Linked DNA regions of Mus musculus: regions 1 and 3 are each linked to region 2. Evidence: chromatin contacts called from public Hi-C and promoter capture Hi-C data. All regions are on one chromosome and are shown on one strand. Each heading gives the region's core, a stretch centred on a gene start, on an enhancer-like site or on the middle of the called end of the contact. The rest is flanking DNA. Distances are from core to core; before and after follow the strand shown. Region 1 has its middle 30 kb from the start of 2210414B05Rik. Region 2 holds the start of Rps20 (ribosomal protein S20). Region 3 has its middle 26 kb from the start of Chchd7.

The links. Promoter capture Hi-C pulls out the DNA fragments that hold promoters and counts their contacts. Hi-C and Micro-C count contacts between places; a contact is called where the count stands out from the background.
Region 1: a promoter capture Hi-C map of pre-B cells shows a contact between it and region 2. The contact joins the enhancer-like site here to the promoter of Rps20 in region 2. A contact is called at or near these places in 13 of 39 promoter capture datasets (3T3-L1-derived adipocytes, the C10 cell line, the HPC-7 cell line and 9 more), 2 of 484 Hi-C or Micro-C datasets (bone marrow-derived macrophages and pre-pro-B cells), 17 of 115 datasets of contacts at active chromatin or transcription factors (the 230-238 cell line, DN3 thymocytes, bone marrow-derived macrophages and 8 more) and 3 of 9 other capture datasets (adipose tissue, liver and macrophages).
Region 3: a contact with region 2 is called in a Hi-C map of the C2C12 cell line, with 4 times the contacts expected there. The contact joins the enhancer-like site here to the promoter of Rps20 in region 2. A contact is called at or near these places in 5 of 39 promoter capture datasets (the C10 cell line, the HPC-7 cell line, cranial neural crest and 2 more), 11 of 484 Hi-C or Micro-C datasets (the Ba/F3 cell line, the C2C12 cell line, the G1E-ER4 cell line and 5 more), 8 of 115 datasets of contacts at active chromatin or transcription factors (the NIH/3T3 cell line, the SCID.adh cell line, bone marrow-derived dendritic cells and 5 more) and 3 of 9 other capture datasets (adipose tissue, liver and pancreatic islet).

What each region holds. Positions count from the first base shown.
Region 1 is chr4:3,624,466-3,628,274 of GRCm38.p6, reverse strand. No RefSeq gene overlaps it. Among named protein-coding and RNA genes, the nearest start is that of 2210414B05Rik, 30 kb to the left of the region's middle. Within about 2 kb of position 1,379, at least 100 of the 459 cell types and tissues checked have an H3K27ac peak or open chromatin away from gene starts, as enhancers often do. A contact at or near this core is called in the HPC-7 cell line, adipose tissue, bone marrow-derived macrophages and 5 more, where this site is marked.
Region 2 is chr4:3,833,824-3,837,865 of GRCm38.p6, reverse strand. It overlaps Rps20 (ribosomal protein S20), which reads left to right and starts at 2,211. Exons shown (of 4, transcript NM_026147.6): 1 at 2,211-2,382; 2 at 2,575-2,674; 3 at 2,857-2,930; 4 at 3,183-4,042. The coding sequence starts at 2,380. The coding sequence ends at 3,365. It overlaps Gm32823 (a long non-coding RNA gene), which reads right to left and starts at 2,217. Exons shown (of 5, transcript XR_881078.2): 1 at 1,932-2,217; 2 at 991-1,183. LOC115490074 (a small nucleolar RNA gene) reads left to right here and starts at 2,720; the gene lies at 2,720-2,787.
Region 3 is chr4:3,962,808-3,967,010 of GRCm38.p6, reverse strand. No RefSeq gene overlaps it. Among named protein-coding and RNA genes, the nearest start is that of Chchd7, 26 kb to the right of the region's middle. Within about 2 kb of position 2,625, at least 1 of the 459 cell types and tissues checked has an H3K27ac peak or open chromatin away from gene starts, as enhancers often do. A contact at or near this core is called in the C2C12 cell line, where this site is marked.

The sequences.
Region 1 (3,809 bases), core at 130-2,629, 210 kb after region 2:
GAGTTAAGAGGTGTTTGTAAGCTACCTGACACAGGTGCTAGGAACCAAACTCAGGTCCTCTGGAAGAGAGAGGAGAACCTAGTCACTGAGCCATCTCTCTAGCCCTGAAAAGACTGTTCTTGTTTGTTTGTTTGTTTGTTTATGCTGGGGTTTGAAGGCAGGTCTCCCTCCTGCTGAGTCAATGTAGTACAAACCCATACAGCTGGAAAGTTTTAATGCAGTGGTGCTGCTAAGGAGCTGGAAGATGGGTAGGGAACAGCCCCCATAGTTAGGAGGCATGGTAGAAACAGATGGCAGAGTTGAGAGTGACCAAACGATCAGTGTGAACCCAGTGGAGAAAGATGGTTTGTCAGTTGTTTACCAATTAATTATACTGGTAAAATACCAGCAAAAGTGAAAAACCAAGAATTTGGGACTGACAGAGATGGTTCAATGGGTATAGTATTTGATGAGTAAGCATGAAGACCCAATTTGCTCCTTAGCACCCACGTAAAAGCCAGGCTATGACAGTGCTGGCAAGCAGGGAAAGGAGGTCCCAGGTACTCACTGGCTAGCAAGTCATCGTCAGCAAACTCCAGGCTTGCTAAGAGACCTGTGTCAAAAAACGAAGCTGGATGGAATGGGAGAAGATAGCTGTGGCTTGATGTCGGCCTGCACCTTTGCAAACAGGGGTGCACACTTATGCATACACATCCGTGTCCTCCGCCTCCTCGTTCGCACTCACTTACACTTACACATCCGTGCCCCCCACCTCCTCGTGCACACTTACTTACGCATACATATCTGTGTCCCCTACCTCCTCACCTAGAATTTGTTTTGGTCAATCAAGTTGTCTTAGTTACGGTTTCTATTCCTATGAAGAGACAGCATGGCTATGGAAACCCTATAAAGGAAAACATTTACTTGGGATTGGCTTACAGCTCAGAGGTTTTAGTCTATTATCAGGGAGAGAAGCATGGTGGCATGTAGGCAGACACAGTGCTGGAGAAGGAGCTGAGAGTTCTGTATCTTGATCTGTAGGCAACAGAAAGAGACTGTGACACACTGGCCAGACTTGAACTTCTGAGACCTCAAGGTCCACCCCTATAGTGACACACTTCCTCAAACAAGGCCACATCTCCTAATAGTGCCTCTCCTTATGAGGCTTTGGGGGCCTATTTTATTCAAGCCACGTAACTGGTATGGTATTGGTTTTCTGTTGCTGTGTAACGATGATTTCAAACTCCGCAGGTTAAATCATCTGTCTCCATTTAAGGACCAGGCCTGATTTCCTAAAAGGCCGTAAGGCACCAGCTTCAGGATCAGACCATAACACCCAGAACAAGATCATAAAATGCCTCCTCAAAGAACAGCCTGGGGATAACCACAAAAATGGGGAACTATCTCAGAATGCGCCATCTGTGCTGGGCAGCCCTATTTCATCACATGGTTGAACATTCATGACATAGGAATGCAGACTACCGATCACCCGTGACCTCCTAGCATCTACCAATGACATTTTCAATTACCTAATCCTTCTAGAGAGTCCTCCCCTGCCCCCATTCCCTATAAGAAGGCCTGTGTGCCTTTGTCTGGGGTCACCATTTCAGAGAATGGCTGACCCCCGCATGCTGGTTGTTTCTGCAGGATAAACACTATTTGTTTTTGCCTACTTGGTCTTCCTTCAGTGATAGGACCCTTACATAAGTTTGAGTCCAGTCCAGAACACCTACATAGTGAAATGTTGTCTCAAAATAACAACAAGGAGCCCTGAAGAAACCATAAGAGCAAAAGAACAACAAGAAATCTTGAAAGCTTTTTGAAAAAGTTCAGTTCTGGAGAGATGAACGACGACTGTGCCAAACTCGTTTACTTTTTCTCCAAGGTGAGAGCATGGGGCCACTCCAAGAAAGAACATATTTTCTAGTATTGGTATCCATGTTTGTGCAGTGAGGTACAGAGACCAACAGTCTGCCACAAGGGCTGCAGTACTGGACTAGAACTCGGAGGAACCTCTTCAACTCCTTTGGCTGTCTTAGGTAGGCGCTCAAGGTTGAACAAGATGTCCACAGGACAATTCAGATGTACTGGCTCTAGAGAGATGGGGCAGACATCAATCATACTCCATTTAACCATGAAGATGTATCCAGTCCCTTAAAAAGAGCTGATAGTGCCATATGTACCATAGTATAAGGCAGATTCTTAGGAGCTGTTCACATTGTAAACAGATGTGCTTCCATGGTCTCAATGGTCACAAAACAAAAACAAAATGTCCATACACTGATATACCGACTGGATATTATATGCTTGGCCAGTCTTCCTCAGAGAATCATTTGGCTTTCAAAATTGCCTTATATATGTTGAATATCTTCAGATATATGCATCCATTTCACTTTAAATATTTCTTTAGGGTAGACTTTCTGGAGTTAGACACAAGGTGAGTGATTCAGACAAGATCAAGGGCAAAGGCCAAGTAGACAGGATTATGTAGATCAAGTCAGTGACCAAAGGAGCAATAGAAATTGACGGGGGGGAACTCAACTCAAACCACGCACCAGAAGCGCAGGGTATTGCTCAGCTGCCTGGGCTTCAGGCCAGTGCTGGAGGCGAGCTGTCCACAGGTCTCCATTCTATTTGTTTACTGCTTTGCTTAACAAATGACACAGGATGAACTGATAACAGGATAGCCCATGACCAAAGAAAACTGTTTCTACTTCAACAGGCCAGTCCTGGAGGTGACAATTCTTACACTGTTCATCGTGAGTTACAAACTGACATTTGAAGGTTGTTTTCATTGGAATTGTGAACCATGAATGCTTGATAAGCCTATGCATTTAATATATATTAATTTTGGGAGAAGAAAAGATTTCTTTTTGCATACTAGCATTTCTTTGTAAAAGTGACTAAGTATTTCAGTGTATTTATTAGAAACACAATGTAAAGAAAATCACTGGAAAGAGATGCCCATTGGACAGGCAAACTTTATATGCCCCAGTACAGGGGAACGCCAGGGCCAAAAAATGGGAATGGGTGGGTAGGGGAGTGGGGGGGGGGAGGGTGTGGGGGACTTTTGGGATAGCATTGGAAATGTAATTGAGGAAAATACGTAATAAAAAAAAGAAAATCAATTTAAATGAAGAGAACAGAATAGAATTAATCAATTCTGTAGCCCTTGCTGTGAGGGCTAGGGAGAAGCAGGGCTGTCAGGGGCTGAGTATTCCACTAGTTCTGATGTATCAAGCTCCAAAGATGCCCGGAGAGACCTGAATGGATTAAGTAAATGCCAGCCCAAGCCCTAAAGGAGATAGTTTCAACAGTTTAACACAACCTTTAGCAACACACTTGCTATTTTACACATCAGGCATACTGTTCTTTGTCAGGGAAAGTGAAGAATCATGGGTTTACTCGATTGGGACAGGTAACGTGAAATAAATTGAGGGTGTCACAAACCTACTTTAGGATTTCTCAAACTCTTGACATACTATCAAGGACTGGCTTCCATGTTCTCATGTGGAAGGACAACTTAAATTTCCTTGTCTATGCTATAGAAGGTGAGCTTAATGTTTTACTTCTGATCTACAGCCCAGTGGCACTCTTACCTAAGAATGGAATTTCAATTCCCATCACTTTACACTCAGTGCAGTGGTTCTCAACAAGGGGTCCCATATCAAATATCCTGCATATAAGATATTTTACATTATGATTAATAACAGGAGCAAAATAGAGTTATGAAGTAGCAACAAAATACTTTATGGTTGGAGGTCGCCATAACATGAGGAAATCTATTAAAGGGTTACAGTATTAGGAAGGTTGAGAACCACTGCTGTAGT
Region 2 (4,042 bases), core at 962-3,461:
AGACAGAGGTTCCATTGCTAAGCCACATGCCCAGATTTTTTCTTTTTCTTTCTTCTATGTTTGTTTTTTGTTTGTTTGTTTGTTTGTTTGTTTTTGAGATGGGTACTTACTATGTAGTCCAGGCTGATATTGAACATGAGAGCCCCCTGCCTCTGATCGCCCAACTCTGGGATTATAGACCCATGCCACCGAGACCATGTTTAAGAAGTAAGGAATGTCTAAGGTTTGTTTTTTGTCAATAATTCTAGCTGGGAGTGGTTTCATTCACCTGTAATTCTGTAGCACTGGAAAAAGAAGGATGGAAGGATCTTAAATTTGGAGCCAGCCTCAGTGTGTATGGTGTGTGTGGTGTGTGGTGTGGTGTGTGTATGTACTTGTCCTTCTCAAGAACCCTGTTCAATCTCTGGACAGCCTCGGAGCATTGCTGTTCAGGCCTCTGAAGATGTAATTAATATGAATACAGATCACATCTCAGGAAGCTGCAGTATGACTGCATTTCTTTATTTGTTCCAGATAATCCTACTGATACATTATGCAGATTTAAAGTTGATGTCACAGTTAATAAAATAAAAATGCAGGTTTTAGCTATGGTGGTGGCCAATGCCTTTAATCCCACCCAGTATTCTAGAGGCAGAGACAAGAAGATCTCTGTAAATTCCAGAGCGGCCCAGACTAAAGTCTTAAAAAAAAAAAAAAAAAAGAAAAAAAAAAAAAAAGCAGACACTCAGGAGGCAGAGGCAGAGGCAGAGGCAGGTAGATCTCAGGGTGCAGGCCAGCCTGGTCTACAGAATAATTTCAGAACAGCCAGGGCTACACAAAGGAACTCTACCTCACACAAAAACAAAGCAGAACAAAACAAATAGTCAAGAAAGGAAAAGAAAAACAAAGTTAGACTTTTTTCTGATGTTAAGTCTACTAGTAGTCTAAGAGGTCAATGGATTATATTTAAAAATAATTGAACTCGAAAACTCCCCTAACTTTAACACTTACCTAATTGTTCAATGACAGCAAAACTTCATGTACACTGTGAGTCAGAAAGCCAGTTCCTAGTTAGGTCGAATCCCGACCAAGCAAGTGAATCGGTGCTGGCGCTCCCAAAGCTCAGAAGAACATGGCTTAGGGAGTTCTCCTTGGAGGGGAATCAGTGCTCTGGGTTTGGCAACTCGGAGCAAGTAACTTTCACCTACAAAATAATGTTATTTCCTCCTGTGTTGTCTGTAACCCACCTCCAGGCTTACATTCTATTTGACCTTGCGCAGTGGGTAGTGTAGATTAATCTGCACCATCCTCTGCGTCCTAGGACATTTGACCTGAGGACATTTGGCTTTCTTTCTGCTGTACGCAGACACTAATTTTATTATGAACAACTGCTCCGTTCTAAGGAGTCCCCGGAGGTCTCAGCCATCATAACATAGCAGAACGGAGCTCCATCGCAACATAGAGAAGAGAATATTAAAACTGGGTAGATGGGTTCCAGGCCAGGCTGCAGGTACAATGCCCTGTGACCCCACAGAGCACTGGGACTAGAGTTCTGCCTTCACTTAATTGAACTAACTGAAGCTAAACCTGGGTTTCCAGCAGATATAGACGTTTCCAATATTCCTGGAAGCCCAAAGCCAAAATATCACAAAAGGGCATTTCAGCTCCGAAAAGCAGTTTCCGAATAATTTTTAGAATATAAGCTTAGTAATTAATGGGGGGTGGGGGGGAGGTGGGGTGTGTGTGTGTGTGGGGGGGGTGCCACAGCTCTCGTCAGAAGACAAGTTTCCGAAAACCACTATCTCCTTCTACAAGGATTCACAAGATTGAACTCAGGGTGTCAGCTCATGGATGGAGTGCGTTTTCCTGCTAAGCCCTGACTTCTGTCTTCAGCACCAAGTAAATAAATGCCCTGTCACGATCATTCTTCCCCAAGGTCCGTGTCAGCTAACCTCAAAACAACTCTTCCCTTGTCAGACAAAAGCAAGCTGATCGAGTATGCATGCGAAGCATATTTCGCACTGTAAAGACCGTAGGTGCTTGTGCAGAGAGCACCTGGCATGAGTTTTCTCCGCTCCAGCTTCGTCTGTCCTCCGAGTCAGGACAGGGACTCCGCCGAGAGGCCAGAGGGCGCGCGCGCGTCCTCGCCTTTCCCGCCAACTAGGCGGGGACGCAGCCCGGCCTCCCCCACGGCGACCTCTTCGCGGGCGGGGCGGTTCCTGTTCCGGGTCACAAAGCACCCGGATGCGCACGTGCTTTATAAGCGCCCGGCGCCGTCCGGCCCCTCCTTTCTGAGCCCCGGCGGTGCGCGCTACGGAGCTCGGCCAGCCTGCTCCGTCCTGACTCACCGCTGTTCGCTCCTGCTGAGGAACAAGTCGGTCAGGAAGCCGCGCCTCAGCCATGGTGAGGTGGGGGGCGTCGCCACGCGGCCTGGGGCGTCGGCGGGGCTCGACTTGCTGGGGCGCCGGGAGCGCAGAGCCCGGGAGAGGGCTCCCGCCGCGGCGAGGGCCCGGGAGAGGGTCCTCATGGCGGTTGTGTAGGAGTGGGCCTCCACTTACGGGTCGCTGTTTGTTTTTCCCGCCTGGGTGATAACAGGCATTTAAAGATACCGGAAAGACGCCCGTGGAGCCCGAAGTGGCGATTCACCGAATTCGAATCACGCTCACCAGCCGCAACGTGAAGTCGCTGGAGAAGGGTCAGTACGATGCTCGGGGTGGCTTGGTGATCGCTGGGGCGCGGTCGGCGATGAGGAGATACCAACCGTATTGAGTTATAGTGATATTTCTTATACGCTATTCTGAGCCGATAGGCGAACTTGTTTAAAACGCCTCGAGTCATTCTGAGTTAACTGAAAGACCATGCTTTCTTAACCCGCAGTTTGTGCGGACTTGATCAGAGGCGCCAAGGAAAAGAATCTGAAAGTGAAAGGACCGGTGCGCATGCCTACCAAGGTAAGGGACAGGTAGACTCGAGTACTGGTAGACTGGTGGGGAGGGGGAAGGTCAGAGTTTGATTGCCAAATAAATTCAGAGATTAAATTTACATTCCTAAGAATACAAGTTATTAGGGGCCAAATGTCTGGTGGCGATTGAGTATGATACCTTTCTTAAAGCAAACTCCAAAACTCTCTAGTAAAGGTTGCTGAAACCTGTTAACATACAGAGAAAATGGTTCAGAAATGGACTAATTTTGTTTTATTGCAGACTTTGAGAATCACTACCAGAAAAACACCTTGTGGTGAAGGTTCCAAGACCTGGGATCGATTCCAGATGAGGATCCACAAGCGACTCATTGATTTACATAGTCCTTCTGAGATTGTTAAGCAGATTACTTCCATCAGTATTGAGCCGGGAGTTGAGGTTGAAGTCACCATTGCAGATGCCTAAGACAACTGAATAAATCGTCTTAATGGTCAAATTTTGCTGGCTTTTGTTCAGGTTTTTTTTTTTTAATTCATGTTTATGAGTGTAAATGTGTGTGTCACAGGGGTGTCAGATGTTCTTTGAACCACCATGTAGGTGCTGGAAACCCAACCTGCATCCTCGGAGAGAACAGGTTCCTTAACCACTGAGCAAGTACTGAAGCATTAAACTGCTTTTAAAAATGAAGGTGTGCTAACAGATTGGTCAGGTGAAAAAGAGACGTTAGGTTTCCTGCAGGGGGCGCTAAGCCAATTTAAAGACTAAGTTGGGTTAGAAAAGAGCAGATTGCATCCTTGATCTTTTAAGCCTGGGGATTTTGTTTTGTTTTGGGATAGGGTCCCAACACAGAACAGGCTGACCTCATTAAATATCAATCTTATTTGATTGCCTCTGCTCCCAGAGTACTGGAATTAAAGGCAGGGACCACTGTATTAGCCATTCTGAGTTATTTGAAATGGACTCTGCAGGCCATACTTGGTCAAAATTCTGCCTTCTCAATTACAGGCATGAGCCACTATGCCTGGTTTACTTACTAATAGATGTCCAAAGACTAGTGTATGAAAATTTTGCTTTTCCAGGTGATTTGTGAAAGGCAGGGTGGCCTCTCCCATGTCACACTACTTGGGTTACTCATGTTGCAA
Region 3 (4,203 bases), core at 1,376-3,875, 130 kb before region 2:
GCAGTGAGCCATCACAGACTAAGACCGTTTCGGATCATTCTGAGTCTTTTCATTTTTAGTTGGCGACAAAGTGAGTTCCTGCAAGGAGGGCAGAAGCATATGATATCTTCAAATGCTATGACTTACATTTGACTAAGATTTTACCTGGTGGGGAAGACACTTGCATTCAGATACCGTCCTAGAAAACATGCCCGTGCTGCAGCTGAAGCAAGATATTCCTGTTTTTGTCAGCATTGACTTGTAGTTTAATTTCCACGGTCTGCGTTTATTGTGATATAACCCAGCCTTCTAAGCCTTTTTGCACACAACCCTCTCCTCTAGAGTTACCCTAGATTTTAATGTGGACTGAACATGATCCTATGGAATTTTTAAAAGGTGATTCAACTTTGAGCAGAAGGAAACCAAAGTCCCCATCATCTAAGATGCATAGTCTTACTTAGGTGAATAGCACTGACAAGTACATTTATCTGCAACATCACACATCTCCAGATACAACATTCAGAGGACATGGCAGCCTTATCAGCGCTCCTCTCAACACAACATAAGCCTTACAGTAATGAGGCAGTAATGGGATGGCCAAATTAGGGAGAACTTCTACAAATAAGTAGTCTATACTCTTAAAATCATCAGGCATGAAAGGCGAAAAACTCGAGACTCACCTAGATGAGACAAAACTGAAGACTCATAGAACCCAGACTCAGGACTGGATTTTTACCATAAAAAAAAAAAATCCTGTATAAGATGTTACTGGGTCAGATGCCAAGCTCCAATGTGATATAGATTGGATAATAACTATTTATCAATGTAGAATTCTTGATTTGGGTCACTGTACATATTTTCCTAAGTGAGTGTTTTTGTTCATAGGAACCATACATAACTTAAAACATTTAGGAGTAAAAAGAATGATGCACTTCCAAGTCAGTCTAAAAAAAATACATAAATATATGTTTAGGAGAAAGAAGAGGACAGGAGGCTGATACAAACTGTTAACAGCTGTCAGGGTGACTAGCATATGAAAACCCTCTGTGCTGTGTGTCCTCTGTACACTTAATATTAGGTCAAAATGAAAAGCAATTCATTAAAAACCAAGAGCACTTCCAGACTAAGATCCAGTAAAGAAATCTCCACTTTATTATTTTCTTAATAAAACGCTATTCTGAGGAGGAAAGGGGGGACAAAGAGTATCTGTTTTATTTTGTTTTCAAAGAAAATAAAAATCACCATAATGCACCTCTTGTGCAGGGCCACATGTCTGCAGGTATCCCCCTGCCTTGGCACTGTGTGGCTTTCATAGTCTCCACATCTTGCTGACCTCTGCTCTAAGCCTCCATCATGTCAGCAATGGGATGAGAACTAGGCTCACGTTCGTCCCAGTTCCCTCTTCATCCAGTCTCCCCAGAACAGCTGATCTTTGTGCCTGGTACTCAACAAACTTGAGCTGGGCGGTGGAGCGATAGGAGAATGCATAACAGTAAGAATGACATTCTGCCATTGCCTTTTTCAGTGAAGCAAACTTTAATAATGCTGTCCACATCTTCTTAAGAAAAAGCATCAAGGTAGTGATATGGGCAAAATATGTGATGTAGAATCTAGGATGTTAGCATTTGAAGACATTCAGACATTGCTTAACTCAGATAAAACTCGGCTACTTTAGCTCAGATGTAGAATCTATCTTCTATCAAACTGTAAAAGAGACTTGGTGCCCCTGCTCTGCCACTGTTTTCCCTTCCTGGTGGTTGTTTTAGTTAGCTGCCCATCTTACAGAAATGCCCAGGTAGGGCGTTTCTGAATCCAGGTGACTGTGCCCAAATCTCTAGTGAGATCTGCCTTCTGATTAACCCTGAGCCTTCTGACCTCAGTGTGGTTGGAGGTCATAGACATATTTAAGTCAAGGATTCCACACTTTCATATAAGAACTTGGCAATGTTACCAAGCTGCTGTAGTAGACTTTGCAAAATGCCTGGGTTCCCTGTTTTCAATTTTAAGTCAAAATGGAGATGTTACTAGGTAATCTCTAAATTTATCCTCAGCTCCAAAATTCTGTGATTCTTAAATTAACGGAAATAATCAGACAACAGGATACCATAAGCAGAAACATTTTTAAGTGAAAGAAAATTCAAGTATAAAGCTTAGGAAAGCACAGGTTTATCTTAGGGTTTACATTCAGAGGCAGAAGAAGACTTCCCTCACACAACTGGTGGTGTGGACTGAGATAATTACAGACTGGAAAGTTAGGAAGATGACAAATGACTTAATAAAACAGCTGATCACAACTTGAACCAGCTATGGCTGAGTGACACATCTCTAGATGCTGTAATTAAATGTCTCTGGAACATTCCTCACAGTGAGTAAGCTGTTCTTCCTTTATACTTTCAGTAGCTTGGGAATTAAAGTACAGTCAGGTTTTTAGGTTACTAGATCAATGATTCTAAAAAGCATAGTCTGTAAGTCTAGACCAGAGATCAAAGCAGCTTATGGTGGGTAGGGGCAAGTTGATGAAACATGTGGAGTCTAAAGACAGTGAGGACCAGGCTAGTTGAATGACTTGTCAAAGGTCACAAAATACAAGGTTGACTCCTTAGCAGGACATGTAGTCCGGTATCTCAGCACCATGGAGCTTACTCATAAGACACTTCTAAACTAGATGTTAGTGGGCTGGTTCCTGGTGCTCTCCAGGAAGAATGGTCATATTTCACTCCTGACATTGAGTCATGTGTTTCATCCCTCTTTAAGAGCTGGAATTGCCGGTCAGCTGAAGACAGAACTGGAGTCCTTTCTTTCCTTCAGGAGAAGCTCAGAATGGACACCTACCTCCCTGACTAAAGTAAAGTACCTCTCTAAAATAGAAACTTTCCAGGAAACTCTTTAGACAAAACCATAAGTCTACTGCAAGTGTTTGTTACCTGGCAGTGTAAGCAGGTCAGAGCTGCATAGTCCTCTGAGGGCTTATACCTCCATCAAAACCAAATTTAGAAGGCTAGAAATATGCCTTTGCATCTTTGAATTCAAACGACATGCCCAAGAAAAGGGGCAGTCCCCACAGGAGCATCCCACAGCATTTCCCTTTCTGAATTTTTCCAAATAAAGAAGACATGGTCCAATGTAACACTTAGCGTTTTATTTACTGACAATAATAAAGTCTTCCTCGGCTCCTTGGAATGATGGTGGTGGTTTCCATTTTAGAATAACAGCGAGCTATCCTCAGAACCTGCAGGTAACTAACTACTAAGCTCCTGCCAAAGCTAGATGAGATCTAAGCTTTTGAAGTCTGCCTGCTCTATGTGGAGACCACTCTCCCCAAAGCCTCTGCACTGAGAGACAGCAACAGACCTTGATGCCATAGATGCCTACTGAGCATTTATCAAAACAACACGAGCTTCCTGAGATCATGTATCAAGCACCTCCGGGACAAGCAGACCCTTGCTGCACCATCACAATCACTCAGGATCAAGGCTCAGGCAAGTCTTTCCAGCTCTTGTTCTTCTGAGGGTTTCTAATGAAAATGTTTCCTTATCAATTCAAAGATTTCATTTCTGAACTAGAGATTTGAATTTAAAAGAGTCTGAGGCCCTTATGAATGAAGACCTATAATTGCATTTCTAAGTTCATTCACTGGAAGGAGAAGTAGAATTGTTCTTCAGGCATCAGGCTGAACCTGAATCCATCATCATTAACTTACTAGTTATGTGGGCTTAGTCAATCCTTCTCTTCCTCTTCCTCCTTCTCCTCCACCTCCTCCTCCTCCTCTTATTCCTCCTTTAAGTGGAAATGTAGGGGCTTTCTGGAAAGTCAGTTGTGTTGGATGGTGTTTTGCTGGGGCAAACACGTAAAGGAAGGTTTCTCTGTAGCAGACTCGGGTGAAAGGATGTTCTGCTAAAGGAAGCATATTAAAGGACGTGTGCTAAAGGATTCTTCACTAACTATATGCCTGTATCAGTCTCTCTTACATTGCATAGTTGAGCTCATTTTGTTGGGACACCATAGAGAAAAACTTACCAAAAAAACTTCTGGTGATGTGCCACAACTTCTTGCCGTTTTCATGGACTCAGCAGATTGGCAGAGAGATGTCAGCTGAGACAGATGCACAGGCTGAGGCAAGACCACGCTGAAGCAAGATCTATGGAGGACACGTGATGTTTGGAGGGGATAAATAGGACTCGATGGACAGTGACAGAGGCTGAGCTTGTCCTGCTTATAGAGCTA